2 separate regions of the Bombyx mori genome follow, and region 2 is linked to region 1. Evidence: chromatin contacts called from public Hi-C data. All regions are on one chromosome and are shown on one strand. Each heading gives the region's core, a stretch centred on a gene start, on an enhancer-like site or on the middle of the called end of the contact. The rest is flanking DNA. Distances are from core to core; before and after follow the strand shown.

Region 1 (6,380 bases), core at 1,544-4,043:
ATTCCATTACGGAAGGTCGAACAAAAGGAAACGGGATTGTTAATTTGAGGAAATTCATTTATTTAATTATACATATAATATTAATATAAATCTTGAGTCGTCAGTGATTATGGTCGAGTTTGGGCGAAAACTAGCTATTAATAATTACATTGCATACCAGAGGGTCTGTTGTACACTATCATCCTATAATTGTATATTTCAAGTTGTTTCTTCCTTTAAAAGAGTAAACATTTTTAATTATTTATTATATTTTAAGATGAATAGTGACGTGACTGGTTTGTGATTTATTATGAAAATAGAACTATTCTAATATTCTATACATTAAGATTCCCCGTGTAATTGCATTTGCATAATATTCTTAAAATATATAAGTTTAATACGTTCCAGCATTTGCAAAACAAATCGCATTGTTCCCGGTCTGAAATTAATAGTGCATGAATAACATTAATTACATCTGTCGGTGACAGTCGTTTGCACTGTTTCTGTTATCTCTGCAATTTACACAATAGATATAATTGTGGCCGACTATAATGCCGTTATGAGATGTCGACCTAAACTAAAAAGGTCGCAGTGCATTGGCAATGACACTTGTGTTATTTGGGTAATGTACTTGAACTGGCAGGATTGTGACCGTTAAATACTTTACGTAAATTGGATCATGGCGATGAGGGTCAAGTTCCGCGATCTGGCTTTTGTGGATATCTTTATGGATATATAGCCGTACTCGCCCGCTTCGCTGCGCATTTAAAATTAACATCATTATTTATTGTCATTATTATTAGGGAGTCCAATATTCATATAAATATGGCCTATCCATTAAGTACATGTATTTTCTACATGGATACCAAGTTTCAAGTCAATCGGATGCATGGTTCAGTAATTATAACGGAACATCCGTAAAAACCACTGTAGATTTATATATTAGTATAGAATTAGTATAGATATACTATAATAATACATTTCAAAAATGGCTCCTTTACTAAGGTTTAAATACTTTTGTTGTTGTTGTAGGCCTAGGGTACCCCACTGGTACATAGGGCCCAAGTACTGGTACAAGTTGTCTCCACTTGACCCTGTCTTGCGCTTGCTCGTTGACATCACTCCGGGTCACGTTGGCAGTCCTCATCTTACTCTCCACGGTGCGTCGCCAAGTATGTACAGGGCGACTAGGCCTTCTCCTGCCAAGCGGCTGCCACTCAAACGCGATTGATGCTGCGTTGACTCCGCTGCGGCGTAGAGTGGGTCACATTTAAACACTTTGAGTGGTCATGAATTCTGTGTACATATTTTTAAATGAAACGATTGACGTATTTTTTTAAGGATCCAATTTCTTTGTTTCATGTCCATAAAACTATTACTTCTGAGACATCATCATAAATACATCTGCTATACTAATCTTCATCCTTAAGTTACAGTTTGCTGAGTGTGGGTCTCATCTATAAGAGTCCAATTTACGGTCTAGGCTAGACGCGTCCAATTCTTTCCCACAATCAAATCATCCATTTCTACGTGCAATTCGAGATTCTACTAATGACCAAAGTATAATATAAACGTAAATGATCAAATTTCATTGTGAAACATTTATTTTAACTTTAGGCATTGCTTCTTAGTTGTTGGCAAATAAGTCTGCTGTAAATAGATGCGTCTATCTGCAATTCGGGATGTAATGCCAAACGGTTTATTTAATAACGCAATATTTTTGGCCCTAATGGTACATTTGTGTCTGCCAAATGGCAGGGTTTTAGGGTTCAAGGGTATTGCGTAAGTTAGACCGATTAGTTGATGTTCACGGATACTCTCACTTTTCGAGCAATGCTATGTACAAAACTAAGTGTTTCTGAAGCTTATATTTTTTCAATGAAAATCACAAAAAGACAGTAATTTGTTTTAATTATAAAACAAAATGGCGTACGCCTGTTAGCGTTAATCTGTAGGCTGTAGGTATACCTATAGGTATGACTTAGCGGTAGGCAGTGGCTTAGCTATGCTGCTGCTGTAACTCTCCTCTACCCTTGGTATAATCAATGTCCATGTGCGTTGCTGATCATGTAGATTTAGTGGGTCGTTATTTCTGATACCTTCGACTCCAATAAAAATGAAAATGCTTATAAAGTGTACATATATGTCTAAATTAAACAGCCCTCGTTATTTATTGTCATGTCATAGCATATGACTTGAGAATTGAGATAATAACTATTTAGATAAAACAGAGGTGGGCTCTATTGTATTTCTATTATTTGAGTATGTCAGAAGAGGTCATGTCCTTCTGATGTTAAGTGATTACTGAGGACGCATCACAATCTTAAAAGATGAGGTTAAAGACCCAATATTACAATTATAAAATACATTATTGCAGCCGTCTCGTCCGCCAAGCTGGCATGAGCTTAGTCTCAACTGAATTGTACAACGATTATCCCCTGCTATTAGAGCAAACCGGAAAACATGATGGCTTCGCGGTAGTAATTGGCAGAATTGTGGTAACTATCCATCCAGACTCCCCATACACTTGGCTTGGCAGTAATCACACAAAATTTTATTTGCGCTGTACATTTTAGTAGGTAGTCCCTTCACCCGATAAGAGTACACTGGTCGTCATACTCATTAGGTCATGACGGCCTCTTCACGCAGTGAACAATTTAGCTGGTTTTAGTTACGAGTTAAGTCATCAGTGTGCAGCACAAAAGCGCTTTGTTGAGTGCTAAAAAAGGAAACCTAGAAGCACTATGGTCGGTACCGCACCGCAGAGGCGCGCGTCAGGTCGTCGACCGGCCTTGCGCCGCGCAAGCCGGCGACGATGTGACCCTCGCTTTGTTTCACGTCTCACTCAGCACCCGATGCAAATACCTCCGACAAACTACACAGACTGCGGTACCGGTCTCCTATGCTTTTCATTCGACTGTGTTAGTAAAGAACCGCTATGATTCAAGTAAGAAATACATTACTTTATATTAATGTACCGGTTGCCAAGCCAAGAAAACGATGCAAGGTCGCGCTGTTCGTTATAATTATTGCACAATTCGGTAACACTAATCTGGATTTACTATAGCGTAGATCTGCTTGCGCGTGCGTCATCAAATACAGTTTTAGCTTGCGGAAGGGCACGCGGTATAATATTGGTCTGCTTCTACAGTACGGGTAGCGCACTCGTTTGTCGCGACGTGTTTCATTTTCCACGGTCGTAACTTGTTGATGAAATAATAAGGAGAGACGTGCCCACGCGACTTCTGGCGACACTCTGTCTACCGCAAAACTGGCGCAATTCCACTTCCCGAATGTTTTTTTTTTTTTTAAATTGTCCGTTATATTGTTGCAGTACCTGATCAAGTTCAATGAAATAAAAACCAAAAAAGGAATCGAGTTGCTTCAGCATTTAGTTGAGTACTATCACGCGCAGACAAATTATTTTCAAGACGGCTTGAAGACAATCGAACATTTCGGTGTTTATGTAGCTGATCTGAGTGTCCAGCTACAGAAAATTAGACAGCAACAAGACGACGAGAGAAGGGGGCTCCTAGAATTGAGGAACATGTTGAGGGCAGCAGCGCCACAGGATCGAGAGGTGACCATTATCTAGTATTTTTTACGGCTTACTCTCGCGTTTTTTAATGTCACTATATTATTTCCGACGTTTTGAATACGTTACAGAATTCGTAGATACGAACGCCTAAGGTGTTATTCTTCGACATATAAATATTTTGCTAACTACCGTCTATTTTTCTATAAAAAAATATTTTTATACTTTTCATTTCGCACAAAACGCATTGATGTGATCGTTCAATGAACAATTACTGAAGGTTGTAATGTAAATTTTTCTAGGTAGCCTCTTCGGTGGGAGGCTATTCTCTCCACCAACTGCAAGGCGATAAACAACACGGGGTGACCAGAAGTGGTTACCTTTTAAAAAAGTCCGAAGGTAAAGTAAGACGTGTTTGGCAAAAACGTCGCTGTCGGGTCGCCGCTGAAGGTTTTCTGGATATATTCCATGCCGATGAAAACAAGACTCCAGCTAGAGTTAATCTATTAACGTGCCAAATCAAAGTAGCCGCAGACGATAAGAGGGCGTTCGATCTAGTCTCATGTAAGTAAATTGAGACATCTATATATTAATACGTGAATCAAAAACTTTGTACCCCTTTTTACGAAAATTGCGCGGACGGAGGAGTATAAAATTTCCCACACTTATAGAGAATATAGAGAAACAGTGCCCAATGCTAATATTTTTTTAAAATAATGCATAAAACATACATTAAATCAATAAAGAAAATATTACACACACTATCATGTATTTGACACACACGCATGTATACATACTATTTGTTTATTGTCAAACTTTGTTATTGCTTAAAGTCTGTGGTCAAATTGAGAATAGGTTAATATTGTTTATCTTTAATATTATTTGTCTATAGTGTAATTTTGTCGAAATCTGTGATTGTAGAAGTATTATTAGTCTTTGACAATAGAACCTTAATAATGTTCAAATTTATAATTTCAATTAATTATAGTCGAATTTTGACTACTCCGGGACCACTAGTAATAATAAGTTGATAATGTATAAATTCGCATAAAACTCTAGGACCATTTTTGTACAAGAACTCAGTTTTAAGGTACATTTTGCGACCGCCCCGGCGACAACATTACATTCTTCATAAACAAACGAATGTATTGCTTGGCAGACAACCGTACCTATCACTTCCAAGCCGAAGACGAGGCCGAGCAAAGGGCTTGGACATCAGTTCTGGTGAACTGCAAGGAGGGGGCCCTGATGAGAGCGTTCCACCAGCAAGTAGGCGAGAGTAGTGACTCCGGTCATTCACTGCTAGATCTACAGAGATCTATTATACGCGCCGTTAGATCAATGCCCGGAAATCAAGTTTGCGCTGATTGCGGTTCGACAAATGGTATGATGGCGTTTTCTAAACATTTCATTTAAGATTACTGTGTATTACGTTTTTTGTTTAGTAACATTTTTTTTTTGTATCCTAAATGCTCTCACTGAGGATATTTATATCACTTGGATATTTATAAGATTATTATTTTTTTAGATCCGACATGGCTATCGACAAATTTCGGTATAATAGTTTGTATCGAATGTTCTGGAAGTCACCGAGAACTCGGCGTTCATATATCGAGGATTCAATCTTTGACTTTAGATAGACTGAGCACTTCGCAGCTATTACTGGCCAGGAACATGGGAAATCAGATGTTCAATGAAGTCATGGAGAACACGCTCGATGATAGAGACAAACTCACGCCCGAGAGTACGATGTAAGTTTATATTAATAAGACTGATTCAGTGTTGCATTTCTATATTTATTTTTATTACTTAGATGGGTGGACGAGCTCACGGGCCAACTGTTGTTAAGTGGTTACCGCAGCCCATAGACATCTACAACGTAAATGCCGCCACTCACCTTGAGACATGAGTTCTAAGTCTCCGTTTTAAGAGTATTTCAAACCGAAATGCATTACTGCGATAGGCAGGGCGGTGGTCCTAACCCCAGTAAAAGAAACCAATCCCTACTAATATATAAATGTGAATGTAAGTTTGTTTGTTACGCTTTCACGCGAAAATTACTCAACCGATCATCATGAAACTTTGTACACATATTCTTGGAGGTATTAGAAGTAACATAGGATACTTTTTATTAAAAAAAAAAACAATTTTTTTACGAAAAATTAAAAAAAAATTGTCAAAAAATCTCAAAATCTAGCGTCTTCAACGCCATCTACCGGTTCAGTAATGAAGTTCCAATCCTGAGTGCTGTAAATGAAGTCGCGGGTAAAATTTAGCGTTATGCCAAAGTAATTATTCCACGCGGACGAAGTCGCGGGCAAAAGCTAGTTATTACATACAAAAAACTTATGATAAATGTTCCAGGGAAGAGCGTCTCAGGTTCATACGCGAGAAGTACGTGTACAGAGCGTGGGCGGCGCGCACGTGTCGCGACGCGGCCGAGCGTCTCTCCGAAGTCGAGCACGCAGTCAACAACGGACACTTGCAGAACCTGTTGCAGGCGTACGCTGAAGGCGCCGATCTGGCTGCGACGCTTCCTTGTTCGGTAAGCCTTCTAACGGTACAGCAGCCTTTCCCAAAGTGAGCGATAACGCTCTCTTGTGTTTGCTGCAGGCCTAAAGGGGGGCGGTATGATGCCCAGAAAAAAATGGGGGCGTTGTGTAGAGGTTTGGGAGGCGATTTCTAATTTTTATCTAGGAGGACTCTTAGACACCGATTGAGCTTTCGCTAGTGGTTTTTAAGTAGGTGAAAAAAGGGGGGCGCTAAAAAATAATTTATTCTCAAAGTGGGCAGTAGACAAAATAAGTTTGGGAACCCCTGCGGTACAGCGAGAGCGAGTACTGACAAGTGACGTCATCAAAACATC
Region 2 (6,380 bases), core at 2,801-5,300, 43 kb before region 1:
TTGGTTAAGTTCACAGTCTTAGCAAAATAATCAAAATCTTTTACATCACATTTTGTTTCATAGTCACTTCCATTTTTTAATTTCAATATGTTTTCTGGTACTTTGTCATCTTTGATTTCTTTAATATATTCCAAAAAGCCATTTGTTGGATAAATCCTAACATTTGTATCAACTAATGAACCTTTAAGATCCATAATTTAAATGTCAGCAATATTTAATTTGTGTTTTAGGTCAGCATACAGATCTCTCAATTCTTCTTCTTTTTCCTCAAAAGCGTTATCGATCCTTTGGCACTTAAAGTTCATATCATCAATAAACTTGTCCCATTCTCTTTTTCTCAATTCTTGGTTACTTTTTATTTGCTTCTGGCAAACCTGAAAACGAAATTTAATCAAAACAACATTTACAGTTTAGCGACTGACAAACATCCATGACCAGGAACTTTTAAATATTGAAAATGTTGGAAATTCAAAAATAATAATACTAAAGTGCAGCCTTCTTTGAGAACCTGTTGCAATTTTTAAATTATAGGCCTGTCATTTTTGCTCTTTGGACAACCAACAAATTGAGTAATCTTTATTATCAGGTAAAAAATACTCAACTTATAGAGGTAGCATCAAGTTGATGTCTACATGACATCCATTTTAGCTTTCTGATATATATTTATTATTAAATCCCTTCAGTATTAGCTTTTACTTGATACTTACTTACTTTACTTGTATATACTTGAGAAGCAACTATGTTTGCATTTAAATCCTATAATCCCTAGGCTTCATATTTTTAAAGTGAATACTAACATTGTTTTCAAGATAGTCCTCCAAAATGAATGATTACCAGGTGTACCAGTAGGAAGTGGGTATCAGGAATACAAATGTTTCAGTTTACAGAATTGAAAAGGAGTAGAAGGAATCCAGTACAGAAAAATAAAAGAATGAGCCAGACAATAGCATATTCTGGTAGTAGTTAGGTTTCATAAATTCTTGGTAGCCACTGATGAATTAGAATCTGGTGCAAATATGGCTTTCTTTAAATACAAGTATTGTGGTAGCATTTTAAAAAATATAATTTATGAACGTACCTTTTGTGTTTCAAGATAATCTTTTTCCAATTCTTCACATAAATTCAAGGCCTGTTCAAGTTTTTCACTCAGTACTGGTAATGCATTATGGCCACTTTTTCTAATACGTTCTGATTCATTATCTTTGATTTCAGTAATTTTTTCTAAGATTTTAAATAGGTTTTCAACTTCTCGATCGCCTCTCTTTTCCTATAAAACTCAAATTGAATAATTATGTGTTGGTTGATTGTTACAAATTATTCATTTTATAAATACTATGTACTACAGACCTCAAACTCTTTCAGCATATACTTTATCTCTCCATTCAGAAATGGACGGTGGTCGAATAATCTTGACCAAATTTCGCCAATTTCTGTAAGAGGACGATTTTAACTTGATTACAACTTGACAACTTATAGGCGTTATAGCTATTTTAAATATTCTCTTTAAAAATAAATAAAACGCCCAACTGCAGATTAACAAAGTTCAACACTTTCCTTACTTATGAACACTACACCTAAATTATCTATTAAATTTAGTAATATTATCAAAAAATATTACAAAATTGCACAAACCTCGTGACAGCTCAGTCATTGTCATAGACTAAGCCCAATTTTTTTCTTTACTCTTTGGATTTTACCATAGAAGTCGAAATGTATCTTGAACTGAGCGATTTGATATTTCATCAAAATCGAAACTGGAAAGAATAAATTTCAATGCTTCTAAGTACGTGAGACAAACCTGCTACAACTTACACTATTCTAGAGTAAAGTAAACGGCTGATCCATACAACCTTTATTAGTGACGAGAAGAATTCAGAAGAAGACGAGACAAAAAAGAAAAGCCACAGGACCAATCATTTACTAAAATCGTTCCCATTCTTTTCGTCACTATGGTTCAAAAACAAACCACATCGTTCTATGCATTCATCAATCAATTTAGTAATTTCATTCAACGTTGTAGAGAATGGGTGTATCGTGAGATTCGGAGCTTTTGCGATTATTGTTTTTATTTGCGTGTTTGTTAGTGACAATGCGGTTGTTAAATCTTTCTCTTGACATTGACTAGTGGTTTAATTTTGCCTTCAAAACGGCTGTTAATTGGACTCTGGTGGCAAAATAGTGATATCAGTAACAATGCCGGGTCTTATTGGTATTGGTGAATTCATTGAGGAAACTCGAGAGGATTACAGTTCACCGACTACATCTACGTTCGTGTCACGAATTCCACAATGTCGTCAAACAATCAACGCTCTAGAAGAGGTAATCACAAAATAACTATATACCTGTTTTGATAAATTTTAATATTAAAAAAAAACTATTCCATTCAACGAACATTTTAAAACATTAGATGGAAAAATATTCTGAATACTGGAAAATAAATGTAACGTAACTGATTGTAGAGGACGTTGGAACCTCCCGGGTTCCTCCTTTTTCTGCAGCAAAGCAATCATGTATTGTGGTTTGACTGTTGGCCAGCTGTTGTAGCAACACAGTAGGCACTTCAATGTTATATTTTAAGTTAAGTAGCGGCATCATGTGTTTTTTAGCAATATTTATCAGTTATATCAGATGGCCTATGAGCCTCAATTCAATGTTCGGTGGTTACAATATGTTGAATCTATCCTGTTTTATTTTGGATGTAAGTTTTGAAATGCATGTTAAAGCCTGTACTTATTTTTATCACTCTCCTTCTTGGGCAAAGCCTGAATAGTCAATACCAACATATTTGGATGGTATGTGAGCCTAATGCATAAAACTTTATCCTGCTTATTTGCCAATCATTCATCGGAGTTTATCAGTAAAATAATTGTAATTTTAATCTAATCAATGCATTATTAAATTATAGTTATTATTATTCATTTTAAATGACTTTCCTTTTTACTTAACAAGTAGCCTTTGTACAAAATATATTAGCATGTAATATAGGACATGTGGGTTTAAAATGTTTTAGTTTTAATTGTGATTATAATATAAACAATTAAACAAAACTTATAATAGGGACAAAATATGGAGTATGGTGAAATAATGGGATACATTTAATTGTGTTTTATTTAGAATACTATGTTTTATTTTATTTTATATTATATTTTGCACATTTATGGTAAAATGTATTTGTTTTTATGTTCAGCTGATGAATCTCTTTTAATATAGTCCAGTGGCATATTCACGTGAGTTTGGGCATCAGATGGGGTTTTTTATTGCCCTTGTAGGCACACAAGCATACGGCCCACCAATGACAGGGGCAAAGCCAAGCCGCTGCCTACTGTGAAAGTATTATTTAATTTAAAAACAACAAAAAAATAGTCCTAATAGGATTGTTGTTGACCAAAATTATAATAACCAAAAATTTTAATATAATTCATTATAAAATGATATTCATAATCAAAAATCTAGAGGATGAAATTTAGATTCACTACACTGCATAAATAAAACAGGTTAAAAATCTTGTACATATAAAAAAATATATCAATTTAAGTAATTAAGTAATCAAATAATAAAATTATAATTTAAGTAATCAAAATATTTCTTTTGTAAATATTTAAAGACCCATTTTATATTTGAAATTCATGATTAAATTACAATAAACATGTATTCAATAGAAAATATTATATTGACGAGGATGCGGACGTATTATGAGGAGTCTGGAATAGTGTGGGCGAATTTCGACCTTGCCAGCGTCCATTACGCCCCCTTGTTGTTAGCAAATAATGATATGATAATTTACAGAGTTGTAATTTTAGTATTTAAATTAAAACAAAAACTAAATCAAATCTAAATAATAAGTTGATCATATTTACATTGTTGTGCTTACGAAAATGGCGTTGTTGCGTCAATGATTAGTGAGTGTTGGCTTCTTACTCTTTGCCTTCAGCCTTGCCGTCGTGGGCGGAGACTCGTAGTCAGCAGTGGAATGAAAAGTAGCCTATGTTCTTTCCTAGGACTATTTCCGTATAGAATTCCGTAAAATTGTTTCACTGAATTGAGTGTCAAAACTTAACTAACAAATAGGGTTGCTATCGTTTTCATAAAATTAGAATTTTGGTTGACAGCGTTATTGGCATAGCCGTATAAATCGACGTGCTAATTTGATCAAAATAAACTTCATTAATTTTTAGTAGCGACGCATTGTTTAAAACATATGAATATAAATAGCAATTAAAAAGTTTAGGAAACATTATTAAATTAGCTGCTTAATCTCGCATTTATTATATTCAAAGTATCGAATACTTTACAGTTTTCGTGTTCACCAATGGCTACAATGTTATTGTTATTTTAAAGTGTGACGTACGTTGATGAAAGTACAAAATTTCAACTCAATCTGAAAAATTTGACGAGAACACAAACAACACGAACAAGCCAAACCCCTGATATATGATTCTTTTGTATTTAGTAGTACAATTCGCAAATATAGTATGAAGTTAATAGATATGTAGTAAGACCTTGTTGATGTTAACAAATGACAGGTAGTTTATCTGAGGCTTTACCCAGAGTAAAGGTTGTCCATACTACCTAGGACTACTGCGTTTATCCACAGTGTTTTTTTTTCGCGTTTCCTGAGATGTTTTCTGCCACGTAGCATCCGGCTCTGGAATAAGCTCCCCACTACGGTACTTCCCGAACGTATGACATGTCCTTATTCAAACGAAGCTCGCGGAGAGTCCTTAACAGTAGGCAGCGGCTTGGCTCTGCTCCTGGCATCGGTAACGTCTATGAGCGATGGTAACTACTCACCGTCGGCTGGACTGTCTGCTCGTCTGCCTACAAGGGCAACAAATAAAAAGGCTTTTTCCATCTATTGCTGTATTTCATTATATACTAATATGGTAAAGTATTCGCACCTTTCTTTTCCTAACTCTCTTATTTCCGAGTAATATCCAAAGCATTATTTCAAATGTAATCAAGATAATACATTAGGTTTTAATTAATTATGCGTATTGAAATCTATAACGTCTACTTATCAGACGGTAACAGAATAACGCTATGAAAATTGATAAATCAATACTATTCTTTCGATTGTGAATACGTAATAAGGCGGCGGCTGTCTGCGTGCGCTAAAGTCATTTTCTTGAACGCGAAGGGCTAGATCTAGGTTAGCCTTGCTACATAAATTACCATACATTATAATTACATTTGTACATACAGTATTTTTACTGAAAAAAAGTTATGAAAATAATTTTAGAATCATCATAATAGTGATGGTTTTGTATTATATTTCATAAAAAAAATTACTAAAATCTAACATAAAGATGTTTAATAGTGTTCAAAATATTTCGTTTAGCCTTAGAGTATTGTAAATCCGAAAATTCTCGTCTGTATTGGAAATGGAAGCTCGCGCACTGGCTGGTGTTCAATGAAGTTCATAGCCTACGTAATACATTATAAAGCGAATGCAGCCACCAACCTTGATACTTGAGGCCGAAGTCTCAATTGTATTTTATAACGCCTATCCCACCCCTTAAACTGGATCGCATAACATTTCACTGCCAACATAAAAAAGATAGCAGCAGTACTCGTGCACTCACTCGTGCGACCCTACAATACACCAGTATAAGAATCATCAAGCCGAGAGGTATTTAGTACAAATTGCATGCGTCGTATGACTTATGCGTCTCATCAAAACAAATACAGCCATACTATGTAAGAAAACTTTCAAATCTTTGACGCACTTGTCAAAAATAAAGGGGAGAGTTTCTGAGCCGTATTTACTATGCAGTTTTATGCACTCACTCTTCTTAACTCTTTTTATCTTATGTTGATACTGGGTAAAGGAATTTTTATTGATATTTTCATATAATTTGCAAGCTATGATTGAAAGTAAATAATCCTATCTATTTTTATACCTTATTACTTAACTGAATTTTTTATTTCAAAGTTTATTTTTCTAATCAAATATAATGTAATAAACTACTTCAATGTTTAATTTAAAATAGTATTATGACTTAATTATAAGAAAGCATGGTATAGAAAGGTTTTTAACAAATTAGATGCGTTCGTATCGTGTTTCAATTTCCTGTGTGAGAGTTGATCACGGTAGGTACATCAAAACGAGGTTCGTGGCGAAGCTTGTATCCGCTAACGAATAAAACAAAGTGATAGAAAGGTACCTAGTATGGGCATGCGCAGGTTACTAGGTCACTAAAGCGATTCACCATTAAATGGAAATTGTAGATTCTAATCCTGAATGGAAAGTCGGTAAGCTAAATTGAAACGAGAATGTTAATTGGGAAATGAAAACTCTCTTCGCGGATATTATTTTTATAATCTTCAGAAAATGTCATTTGATAATCAAGTTCAATAAGAAGTAAGTTGAAAACTTGAAG

The links. Hi-C and Micro-C count contacts between places; a contact is called where the count stands out from the background.
Region 2: a contact with region 1 is called in a Hi-C map of posterior silk gland, with 2.1 times the contacts expected there. The contact joins the promoter of LOC101737171 here to the enhancer-like site in region 1. A contact is called at or near these places in 5 of 7 Hi-C or Micro-C datasets (midgut, posterior silk gland and whole pupa).

Annotation. Positions count from the first base shown.
Region 1 is chr5:6,251,789-6,258,168 of ASM3026992v2, reverse strand. It overlaps LOC101737319 (arfGAP with SH3 domain, ANK repeat and PH domain-containing protein), which reads left to right. Exons shown (of 16, transcript XM_038010867.2): 5 at 3,314-3,559; 6 at 3,817-4,078; 7 at 4,674-4,898; 8 at 5,043-5,265; 9 at 5,879-6,059. Among protein-coding and RNA genes, the nearest start is that of LOC101738633, 18 kb to the right of the region's middle. Within about 2 kb of position 2,793, at least 7 of the 8 cell types and tissues checked have open chromatin away from gene starts, as enhancers often do.
Region 2 is chr5:6,296,051-6,302,430 of ASM3026992v2, reverse strand. LOC101737171 (biogenesis of lysosome-related organelles complex 1 subunit 5) reads right to left here and starts at 4,050. Exons shown (of 5, transcript XM_062668584.1): 1 at 3,858-4,050; 2 at 1,633-1,754; 3 at 1,348-1,430; 4 at 1,079-1,267; 5 at 1-374. The coding sequence starts at 1,657. The coding sequence ends at 198. It overlaps LOC101737319 (arfGAP with SH3 domain, ANK repeat and PH domain-containing protein), which reads left to right and starts at 1,958. Exons shown (of 16, transcript XM_038010867.2): 1 at 1,958-2,319. The coding sequence starts at 2,194. LOC134198645 (transmembrane protein 199) reads right to left here and starts at 194. Exons shown (of 2, transcript XM_062668581.1): 1 at 1-194. The coding sequence starts at 194.